Linked DNA regions of Mus musculus: all the other regions are linked to region 4. A link is a contact called in public HiChIP or PLAC-seq and promoter capture Hi-C data. All regions are on one chromosome and are shown on one strand. The core of a region is the stretch at or near the end of the contact, and the rest is flanking DNA. Distances in the headings are between cores, read along the strand shown.

Region 1 (2,700 bases), core at 164-2,663, 890 kb before region 4:
CTCACCTCTGCCTATGCTCCCTAACCTCCCCATGCTCACCTCTGCAGTGCTCCCTAACCCTCTCACACTCACCTCTGCAGTGCTCCCTAACCACCCCCATGCTCACCTCTGCATCCTTAACCTCCCCATGCTCACCTCTGCAGTGCTCCCTAACCCTCCCACACTCACCTCTGCCTGTGCTCCCTAACCACCCCCATGCTCACCTCTGCATCCTTAACCCTCCCACGCTCACCAAGCCACGGGTGTGTGTCTTCCCTTGGCAGGGGGTGCAGGGAAAAATCCTCTCACTCACGCTGTGACTCCTGATATGATTAACCTTACAGCTTGGGTTGACAGCTGAGGTGAGTCCCGAGGGATTCAGAGATTCCTGGGGATGGACCACAGCCTGCTATATGAGGAGCCTCCAGATGTTGTGGTAGGGACTCAAAATGACAAAATGCATGAACTCACCCCTTCTTTTTTTAAAAAAAGATTTATTATTTATTTTATGTATATGAGTGCACAGATGGTTGTGAGCCATCATGAGGTCGATGGGAATTGAACTCAAGACCTCTGCTCGCTCCGGCCCAAAAATGTATTTACTATTATATGTAAGTACACTGTAGCTGTCTTTAGACACACCAGAAGAGGGCGTCAGATTTCATTAAGGATGGTTGTGAGCCACCATCTGGTTGCTGGGATTTGAACTCAGGACCTCCGGAAGAGCAGTCAGTGCTCTTAACCGCTGAGCCATCTCTCCAGCCCGAACTCACTGGTTCTTGACCAAGAAGGAGAGGAAAGAAAGACTCGGGGGTTCTTGAGTCACACACTTCAAGTTCTCCAAGAGGCAGACTGCTGGGGTAAATGAGGGGGGAGGAGAGATTAGTTCATTAAAGGCAGCAGTAGAGTCATAAGAAGTGTCACACAAGCCACGATACAAACATATAGTTAATAATATTCCAGAAGAACTGGGTATGCAAGTCCTTGTGATCCCAGCCCTCTGGAGGCTAAGGCGGCAGGATTGGCATGATTTGGAGCCCAGTCTAGTCTGCAGAGTGAGTTCTAGGACAGCCTGGGCTACAAAGTGAGACCCTGTTTCAAAAATACAACCAAGATCTAGGTGTGGTGTAATTCTAATGCTAGAGAGGAGGCAGAGCCTCCACTAATAGCAAGCTGGAGGCCCAGTCCAGGTTTTGCAAGACTATCTCAGCTCCCATCCCCCTAAAAAAAAGCAAAGAGCCAAAGGTCATGTGTACATATGTGTACATGTGCACATACTCTGCTCTCTCACGTGTTTTAAAGGTCTTTCCTTTCAATTATGGTGAGAGCTATTCCTGAGTCTGTCAGCAGGTGGCAGACCTGCACCCAGAGTCTCAACTCATTTCCAGTAACTTCTGCCTTCTCCCTAAAGGGCCTCCTCTAGCCCCACCTCCTACTCCCTGGCCTGAGCCAAGCACTCTAGCCAGTTCCAGATGTCAGGGTTCAGAGGCCTGGTCCCAGAGCTGGAGAACAGCCTATGGAGTTCTCCCACCACAAGCTGCATGAGCAAGATGTGAGTTTGCACCATAGAGGGCCCTGGAGAAAGAAAGGGGCTGGGAGAAAGGAAGGGAGGAAGGCAGGACATGGGGTTACATAAGTATACACACACACACACACACACACACACACACACACACACACACACACACACACACACACGGCCGGGTGGGGGGGCAGGGAGGGGCGGAGGGTAGACAGATGACCCAGAGGGAACTAACTGAATTTGCCTGTTCAGTGCTCTGAGCCAGGAATTATTTAAATGACCCTAACTTGTACTCCAGGAGGGGGTTAGGAAAGGCTGAGGCAGGAAGCCATCTGGGTTAGACTCACAAAGGAAAAGGAGCCATAATAATGTCTTCATAGGATAGAAACCCCGCAGTCTTGGAGATCGGGCTACAGAGGAATCCAGATAGGAACCTACACAGACTCGGTTCAGGAAAGTGGTATCCAGAAGTGCCCAACACTCTGGGGCCACGGACACAACTGCTAGTCCCTAAGCCTCCGGAGCCTTTATCATCTCTGGCCACAACAGAACATACACACACAGCCTCTGGTAGAGCTGTATAACCTCACCTTGTCTTCCCTGCTCACTCACAGGTGCTGGTGGCTCCTTTGGGGAATCCTCCATACTTGCCCCACACAGGCCTCTGTGCTTTTGGCCCAGCAGTCACCACAGCAACTGACATCCCCTGGATACCCAGAGCCATATCTCAAAGGCCAGGAGAGCCACACTGACATCGAGGCTCCAGAGGGGTTTGCTGTGAGGCTGACCTTCCAGGACTTTGATCTGGAGCCATCCCCAGACTGTGAAGGCGACTCTGTCACAGTGAGCTGGACAAGGGGGTGGAGAGCTGCAGGGGCTCTGGGGAGGGAGCCTCCCATGGGCAGTGGGTGATAGCTCTGCTCTGAACCACCCATCTAGAGAAGAGATAAGGTGTCCAAGTCAGAGGATCTAGGGCCTAGCTACAGCCTGATCACTCAGTATACAGCCTCCCACCCGTCCCTGGCAACTCACCAAGGGTTCCACCAAGGCATCCGCAGGGACCCACCAAGCTCTGAGAGAAGGCGGCTGCGGGGCAGAGCCTGAGTTTTGAGAGCTTACAAAGAGACACATAAATATTGTTGCTCTACAATCTTGTCAAAGGCCCGGGATCTCACCCTCCCTAGCTAGACCTTGTTGAG
Region 2 (2,700 bases), core at 35-2,534, 780 kb after region 4:
TGGCAGCAGGAAACAGTCCAGTTTGCTATGTGTTCTTTTAACTCCGACCTAACTCTGAGGGTCTCTGATGTTCTGGACCCTTCCCATACTACCTCTTGGGGCGGGGGTGGGAACCCTAAAAAGGACTCCGAGAAACTGGCACCAAATCCCTACCGATGGCCCCACCCCGGTACCCACCGTTCCATGGCCGGGTCCCAGACCCACAGGCTGAGCGCTAGCTCCAACATCTGCGCGAAGACCCAGGGTGGGAAGCCATTGGGTTGGCGCTGGCCAGAGTAGCCCAGAGCTAGGGACCCTCTCAGAGAAAAAGCTTTATGTGGGACAACAACGCAGATACGCACTGTTGGGCTTAAGTCCCAACTCCCCCCAACCTGAGAAGTGACGGTGCGGGTCCTGAGCTTTGCAGCCCCTCCCCCAGCCCACGCCCTGCCGGGCTGTGTGTTGGAGCTGATGAACGTTGCCCGGTGGCCAGCGGGGTGCAGGGCACAAGCCGGGATCCTGGTCTCTTCCAAGCCCCATTTTTGTCTGCTACCCGCTTTTATTATAGGATGCGCGGGAGTCTTCTGGGGGAACCAGATAGGAGGGTCGGAGGTGTGTATGCATGAGGTGGAGTAGGATGGTGATGTCCAGAATCCCTTTCTTGCCTTTTCGTGGTCCCCATTTTCCCTCGCCTCCACCTCCTTCCCTTCCCAATGCAGGTTTGTTAAACCTGATCACTTTCCCAGACTGAGGGCGGTTTCTTGAGCAGCCAGGGGACTAGAGAAAAGAGGAGGAGGAGGAGGAGGAGGAGGAGGAGGAGAGCCATATCCACGCGCGCACAAGTGTGCATGCATGTGGAAGGAGGGTGGTGGTAATTGCGCCTAGGCCTGGGCAGATTCGAGCTCAAACTTTGGGGAAGGCACAAGAACCGAAAAGTTAGCGTGTTGCGCGATGGGGGTGGGGCTGGGTGCAGAATTGGGGCCCCCCACGCGGATCCCCAAGAAAATCTCCCCCACGCGATTCCCCCACCCCCTCCGGGACCTGCCCACCCAACGTGCCCGCCACGTCCCCTTACCGTGGCAGAAGTAACCATGGCATCCGTGTGACTATTTCCAGGGACGTCGACATGAAGAGAAAGGTGGACTCGAGTTCGGTCATTCAGTCTCGCCCACCCCTGCCGCAGCCACTACCCAGCGGTGGGAAAAAACGAGGGGAAGAAAGAAAGAGGGAAGAAAGTTGCGCCGGGCTATCTCGCGGGGCGGTGCGCGGAGCTGCTGGGTAAGGAGAGGAGCCTTCAACTCTGAGTCCCGTGAACATAATCTGAGCGGTTATAACCAGCCAACCCGGCCAGATGGCTCCGCGCTCAGCGCCTTAACCCCTTCCGCGCCAAGCCCCCTAGCCCCGCCCGCAGTGACTTGCAGGCCCGCTCCCTGGCATTTTGGAGTTTGCTCTCGAGACCAATGGGAAGACCTAGTCATTTCTCCTAGTCCACTTCAAAGGAAAACAAACGAACGAACAAACAACAAATAAGCCCTCTCAAAATAGCCTACTCTTCATTATCCCCTCTTTTGACCTTCCCTTTTAGAGATGGGGAGAAGGAGCCAACAAAAAACGTTTGATTTATCATTATATTTTACACGTAAATATCTTCGATCTGTCTTATTCTTGAACTTTTTCTTTTAAGGCTTCCTTCCTTTCTTTCTTTCTTTCTTTCTTTCTTTCTTTCTTTCTTTCTAACTAGGCAGATGAAGGCCTTTCTTGCCCCTTGGCTCAGGAAAGCTTGAACCTCAACCTTAAACTCTGTCTCCAAACCTCAGACCCTTCTGTCTTTGGATCTCTCTCCACCCCCTATTAAGCCCCCCCCCAGCCCCCCCAGGCCCTCACAACAACAGGAATCTGCGCATGAACAGTTGCTTGCCTGCCCTCGAACTCCTCAGTCCTGGGGGCAGCTCACAAGGCACAGTTAGTTCAAGCTGTCTAGGGAGGTTAAGTTGCTGAGGTACGGTGAGGGTGGGAGTGCTAAGCAACCGAGGAAGGGGTGGTTTGCGTGTGCGCAGAGTGTGCGTGAAAGAAAAGGAGAGGTATGAGCCAAAGCCCCACGTTCTACACACTCCCTAACTTCTCCACCCCTTTCTTTCAAGGTAGGAGCCGACCCTGGAGCTGAGCATTTGCCCAGCACTCGCCGCTTTGTACAAAAACAATTTGCCCAGAAGAAAGGGCAAGCAAGGCACCCCTTCCTGACTCCCCGAAAGTAGCGACGCTCTCTTGCACAACCGCTAGATTCATTCGAGGAAAAGATCTCAGGGTGGAGGCAAGGGTCTTATTTGTAGATTATTTTAGCTATTCATTAGATTCCCCCCCCACACACACACACACTTGATCCGAGCTGATTCTCTCAGATTTTACAGTGGTCAGAGCATCTAGATTTTGCTCAACTGCGGTCCAAGAGAAATGAAGGGGGAGGGGGGAATCCTAGTGGTAAGGGGAACCGGAGAACCAGAAAGTAGTACACCATTGCTCCTTCATTCCCTCCCCCATTCTTGCAAGGTGGAACTCAAGTCCAAGTGCCCCCTCCCCCCGCCCCCACCTCTGCCACTCTCCAAGTTGCCTCCTGTCAGGACATTTGACTCACACACAGCAGGAGAGGCGATTTGATAGTCCACCTCTTCCTTGCCTCCTAATAAAGTCTGATAAGCAACTCGCAATGTACTTTAGCAAGGT
Region 3 (2,700 bases), core at 120-2,619, 640 kb before region 4:
GATTGAGTTCCAAGATAGCCAGGGCTACACAGAGAAACCCTGTCTCAAACAAACAAACAAAAAATTAAAAAGCATTATGTTTTCAGTCTCGGGTGAACCACGTTCAGCAGCTTAGCCTCAAGCAGCCTGATTTGAAAGAGACTCCCTGGTAGTCCTGGCTAGCTAACAAACAAACAAACAAACAAACAAACACAAAATTAATAAACAACTGTCCTTGGGAAGAGAGGGCTCAACCTGCCACACCAAACCTATTAGCCAAAAGGCAGACAAGAAAGAGTTCAGGTACACGAGAGAGTTCAGGTTAGAGCTGGGCCCAGTGACTCAAGCCTGTCACTTACTCAAAAGGCTGAGAAAGGTGGGTCTCTGGTTCAAGGCCATTCTGGGCAACTTACTGCGATCCTGACTCGGGGAGAGCTGGGAAGTTCGAGGGCCATGGAGAAACACTTGCCTATGTAGGGCTTTGGACTCTAGAGCCAGAACTTTTGTTTGGTGGGTTTTTGTTTTTTCAAGACAGGGTTTTCTTTGTATAGCCATGGCTACCCTGGAACTCCTCACCCTACATACCAGGCTGGCCTTGAACTCAGAGACCTGCCTGCCTCTGCTTCTCAAATGCTGGGATGAAAGGCCACTGTGGCCATGCCTGGCTTCAAGAGCCATAACTTTTCAGGCGGGGCTTAAGTCTAGTCCCTGAACTGTGAGTGGCAATGTTTGATGTGACTGCCGCCCTGTGGCGAGAAAAAGATCGATCGGGGGGGGGGGGGGGCATCATCATGCGTCCCACCCCCAGTCCATTCCTTTGCCAAGCCCTGTGGGACCCACCTTCCCCGTCGCAGCTGAAGCCATAGGCTTTAATAACCTCTTGTTGGATCTGTGTGGCTACGGGCAGCACAAATTGCAGCATCTTGCCCATATCGTTGCACGCATTGTCTCTAGCCTCGTCCATGCGCACGGCATTCTCTGGGGCCGAGAACGCTTGAATCACCTCCGCCAGGACCACTGCGAGACGGAAGCATCCCAGAGAGGTCCGCGGAGGACGGCGGGCGAGCCCAGAGGAGGGAAGAGGCAGGGAATTAGTGGGCCGAGGCCTGCAAGCAACCCGATAAGCTTGTCCTCCCAACCCTTCGCCCTAATGGGCAAGGGCCCCACTTGGAGAGGCAAAGAATAGTATCGCGCCCTCCCCCCAGAAGACGGCCCACACCCAGACTAGGCTCTTTCCTCACCCTTGGCCTGCTCCGCGCTCAGGGCCGCGGGCTGAGCCGAGGCGGACGCCATAGAACGCCACTCGGTGCTTGAGTAGTGGGAACACAGAAGAGATCCGGAGAACCCTGCAGCCAGCCACCTCCCCCACGGATGCAGGCCAGAGGAGGCAGAAAGGAAGCGGGACCGCACGAGGCGGAAGTCTCAGAGCGTGGCTCTAGCACATACGCGTTTCCTAGGAAACCAGAGAAGGATCAAAGCCCCTCTCACACACCGGGGAGCGGGGAAGAGAACTGTTTTGCTTTCATTGTAGACCAGTGAAATTGGGAGGGGTTTTCCGACCGAAGTCAGAAAACCTGCTAGACAAATTCTAAAAGAGCTGTAACACTTGCGGAAGTGCGTCTGTAGCGAGCCAGGGAAGGACATCAACTCCACTTTCGATGAGGGTGAGATCAAGGTGCCATTTCCACACCCCTCCACTGATATGTGAATCACAAAGCACAGTTCCTTATTCGGTTCGATAAACAATATTCTAAAAGACTATTAAAACCGCTCGTTTCTTGAGTTTGTGACCGCTTGTAAAGGCTATGCAAATGAGTCAGTGCTGATTGGCTGAAAACAGCCAATCACAGCTCCTATGTTGTTAAAAAAAAAAAAAGAGCTTCGCGAGATTAAAGGCTTGGAGCTAAAGCCGAAGTGAATCGGACTTAAGTAGTGGCAGGCGATGTGGCCCGATGTCTTGTAGTCTCATCCTTACAAGTTCCCCACACTGCAAAGACTCTGGAACATCAGGCCCGACCGGGCATAGCGCCACATTTCTGTGATACCAGCACAAAAGCTGAGAAGTTCAAGGCCAGCTTGGGCTCCATGGCCCTGCTTCATTAAAAATAGAGGGGTTGCAAAGATGGCTCACCCTGCTTGGCAATTCCTAACTGCCCTAACTCCAAGCTACAGGGACCCAACAGCTTCTGGTCTCTTTTGAGGCCTTGCATTCATAAGCGCAGACATGAGCTCATACACCTAACTATTAGTAAATCTTTTACAAATACTAATCTTATTGGCCTCCATGTTATACACCTTTAACTGTTTCAAATCATAAACTATGCTGAGAAGGGATTCAGATCTCTGAAACTGTCTCTGGAGCACTCTGGTGGCACATTATGTCAGTGATGTACTTCCAAGGGCTGAGTAGGTCTTAGATTTGCTTATGCTTGCTGTGCGCCTATTCTTGCTCTGAACGGCCTCAGGAGCCTGAACTCCCCAATCTAAAGGTCTAGGACAGGGCACCCCATAAGTATAGCTGAGCATCCAAGATCAAGAAGAGCCTTGTCAGGTTAAAGAGATGGCTCAGGGGGTTAAGAGCACAGACTGCTCTTCCAGGTGTCCTGAGTTCAATTCCCAGCAACCACTTGGTGGCTCACAACCATCTGTAATGGGATTTGATATTCTCTTCTGGTATGCATGAAGACTCTTGTAAAATAAATGAGTAATAAAAAAGAGCCT
Region 4 (2,700 bases), core at 138-2,637:
CAGCCTCAGAGGATGCTGTAGTCTCAAGAGCAGCTGGGAGCAAGGGTCACAGAAATCTCTAGCACTCTAGATAGCCCCAGGTAGAAGGCGGTCTCTTGTACCTAGATGTCTCCTTTCCTGTATTACCTTTGTCAACACTGCACAAACACCATGAACTGGGACAGGTAAAGCTGACTAGAGACAGACAAGTGGGTTTCTCATGTTGGAACAGACTATGGGTTAAGAACGGCTTTTATTTTATTTTCTGATTTGAGATAGGAGGACCTCTTAATATAGCCCAGGCTGACACACAGTGTAACCCAGTCTAGGCTACCTTCCAACTCTGCATCCCCCTGCCTCAGTTTCTAGAGTGCTATGATCACAGATGTATTCTATCATGCTTTGCAACGTTTACATTTTTAAATAATGGGGGGGGGCAAAAAAGGAAAAATAATATTTGGGGAAAGAGAACAATACACCCAGTTCACACTCCATGAGTTACAGCTAGTTTTATCACGGTTCAGCCAGCCAGCCACCCTTACTGGTCGGCTGGCCATCCTTGGCTGCTTTTCAGTTAGTCGCAACTGAGACTCAATAGACAAGAGACTCTACAATATAGCTTTTCTGTCCCTTTACTGAGAAGTCTGTACATGCCTTACCTGGAAACCCCACACGTCCACGTACAATCTGGCGAAGTCAGGAGAGCTGTCAGACAGGGTCTGGAGGGATGCCCCTAGTTGAGGCAGCCCGCTGGTCTCCCACTAAGCTCCTTTCCTGGCCGCCGAGGGCACCACCAGGGATAGAGCTGGAAGTCAGATGCAGGACTCCACCCCTCCTTTCTAAGCCTGGATGGAAGACCCATCCCTTGCAGTGGGCAGGGCCTGAAGGGAAGAGGCCCTTAATGGGAACTGGACTCAAGAACCCTATACAGGGGTTGGTTTCCCACCAACTGGGCTCTAGAAACCTCCCATTTCTCTCTCCTAGCTTACTCTGACTTACTCGCAGAGGAGATTGTTCATTGTGTCTCCCGCCCCGGGACAACAACAGTCCAGCCCCCGAAGGCAGTCCCCCGCCCCTCCTTCTCCCTCCCCCTTACTATCTCTCCCCACGTCCACCTTTTCTATCTTTTCCCAGGCCCAGCTTTTCTCCCTCCCTCGTACCCAGCCTCCTTCCCTCCTCCTTCTGAGGCCCCGCGACCCTGTCCCAGATCCCCGGTTCCCTGGCCGCCCGGCACTCGCCCTCCCAAGTGCTCACCTGTGAGCGCAGGTGTCCGAGCTTCCGCTGTCCTTGACGTCCGCTGGATACTGTGGAAATCTGGGTCGTTGTCAGCTTCCTTGGCGATGGCAGCCCCACTGTCCCAGCCTGGGACTAGGACCGAGCGGCCCGCGGGACCAGGCAGCACGGGGCCGGGAAGGGAGGTGAAGGTGGAGGCAGAGGGGCGGGACGTGGGCTGGCACCTCCCCCTCCCTGCGGGCCTTGCAGCGTCGCGGTCCTGGTCACCCGGACAGAGAGGGTAGGGAGCCGGACTCTCCGTACACCAACCCCAGACCAGGAGTGCTCACTTCTCGGTGCGCACCTTTCCCTTTCTTTTGCACCTGAACTAACCAGCAATCTGTCACCTGGTCGGGGCCAGGGGCTGGAACCTTGTGCCACCCGCAGGCCACCAGCGTGTCCTCCCTTCCCGGCCAGACCCCTGCCAGGCGCCAGGGTAATGAGGGATAAATGAAAGGTTGGGCGCCGCTATGCGGAGGCGGTGAGGTAATGACCAAGCGACCTGTGGCAGGTACACATCCCTTGTTTGCACCAGGCCCCTCTTGCCTGTCCTAGACCGTTACCCTGAAAGGGAGCCAGCCTAGCATCAGGAAGGGCGGAGGCCCAAGGATTCTCAGCCCCATGGCTGTCCTCTGGCCATGGAGTCCAAAGTGTAGCCCTTATCTCCAGTGAACCTGCTGGCCTGCCCTGGCAACAGGGAGGAAGGTTCTGTGGACTTTGTGTCTTATTGAGGGAGGCATCAGGGGCCAAGCTTAGACCATACCCAACACTACTCTCATTACTTAAGCCTGGAGGGAGGGGGCATACCAGGGGAGGGTACCCTCCCACCGGACTGCACTTGGGCCAGTGTGGCCTTCCCAAGGGCTACACAGACTGAACAGTTTCTCCGAAGTGGTACAGCACTGGCTGGGCGTGATGTGAAAGGCATCCCCGCCCCCCCGCCCCCACATTCCCAAGTCCTGTCGTCTGGTCTGAGGGAAGAACTGAGAGTTATATCATCCCATGGATGTGTGATCCAGAGGTGGAAGTCTCGGTGGGGGGGGGGGGGAGGGGGCGGGGAGATGGGCAGGTCTGAGGTCCACTTTGGGATCTTCCTTCCGCCAATGGACTAGACTGGGTCTGGTGCAACCTCTTACCACACAAAGCATCCCGAAGTACACAAAACCCTTTCAGAAGTGTCTCCCTGTGTTCAGAGGAAAAACAAAACAAAACAAAACAAAAACAAAACAAAACAAAAACAAAACAAAACAAAACAAAAACACCTCTAATTCTCACCCTCTCCCATGGCTCCTTTCAGCCTGGAGAGGCATCTTTGCCATCGGTTGCTTGAATGTGTGTTCCTGTTCCCAGTCACAGATTTGTCCTTCAGTGTACTTTTTTAGAATATGATGTTGTGAGGTCTCAGTGTTACAGAGGAGCTGTCCTGACCTGTGGTTGCCTCCATCCTGC

Evidence for each region. Promoter capture Hi-C pulls out the DNA fragments that hold promoters and counts their contacts. HiChIP or PLAC-seq counts read pairs in DNA pulled down with a chosen protein or histone mark.
Region 1: a FOXA1 HiChIP or PLAC-seq map of pancreatic cancer cells shows a contact between it and region 4. The contact joins the promoter of C1rl here to the promoter of Plekhg6 in region 4. A contact is called at or near these places in 1 of 39 promoter capture datasets (pre-B cells) and 1 of 115 datasets of contacts at active chromatin or transcription factors (pancreatic cancer cells).
Region 2: a contact with region 4 is called in a promoter capture Hi-C map of embryonic stem cells, with 4 times the contacts expected there. The contact joins the promoter of Ntf3 here to the promoter of Plekhg6 in region 4. A contact is called at or near these places in 4 of 39 promoter capture datasets (embryonic stem cells, hippocampal neurons and liver) and 3 of 115 datasets of contacts at active chromatin or transcription factors (embryonic stem cells, forebrain and neural tube).
Region 3: an HNF4G HiChIP or PLAC-seq map of pancreatic cancer cells shows a contact between it and region 4. The contact joins the promoter of Grcc10 here to the promoter of Plekhg6 in region 4. A contact is called at or near these places in 1 of 39 promoter capture datasets (liver), 1 of 115 datasets of contacts at active chromatin or transcription factors (pancreatic cancer cells) and 1 of 9 other capture datasets (liver).

What each region holds. Positions count from the first base shown.
Region 1 is chr6:124,491,700-124,494,399 of GRCm38.p6, forward strand. C1rl (complement component 1, r subcomponent-like) reads left to right here and starts at 1,414. Exons shown (of 6, transcript NM_181344.5): 1 at 1,414-1,531; 2 at 2,116-2,344. The coding sequence starts at 1,452. Gm44096 (a long non-coding RNA gene) reads right to left here. Exons shown (of 3, transcript XR_003956364.1): 1 at 2,534-2,700; 2 at 2,092-2,436; 3 at 454-831.
Region 2 is chr6:126,163,676-126,166,375 of GRCm38.p6, forward strand. Ntf3 (neurotrophin 3) reads right to left here and starts at 1,285. Exons shown (of 2, transcript NM_001164035.1): 1 at 1,055-1,285. The coding sequence starts at 1,072.
Region 3 is chr6:124,739,700-124,742,399 of GRCm38.p6, forward strand. Grcc10 (gene rich cluster, C10 gene) reads right to left here and starts at 1,370. Exons shown (of 3, transcript NM_013535.2): 1 at 1,221-1,370; 2 at 820-996. The coding sequence starts at 1,272. It overlaps Rnu7 (U7 small nuclear RNA), which reads right to left and starts at 1,587; the gene lies at 1,526-1,587.
Region 4 is chr6:125,379,117-125,381,816 of GRCm38.p6, forward strand. It overlaps Plekhg6 (pleckstrin homology domain containing, family G (with RhoGef domain) member 6), which reads right to left and starts at 1,388. Exons shown (of 17, transcript NM_198604.2): 1 at 1,234-1,388; 2 at 639-860.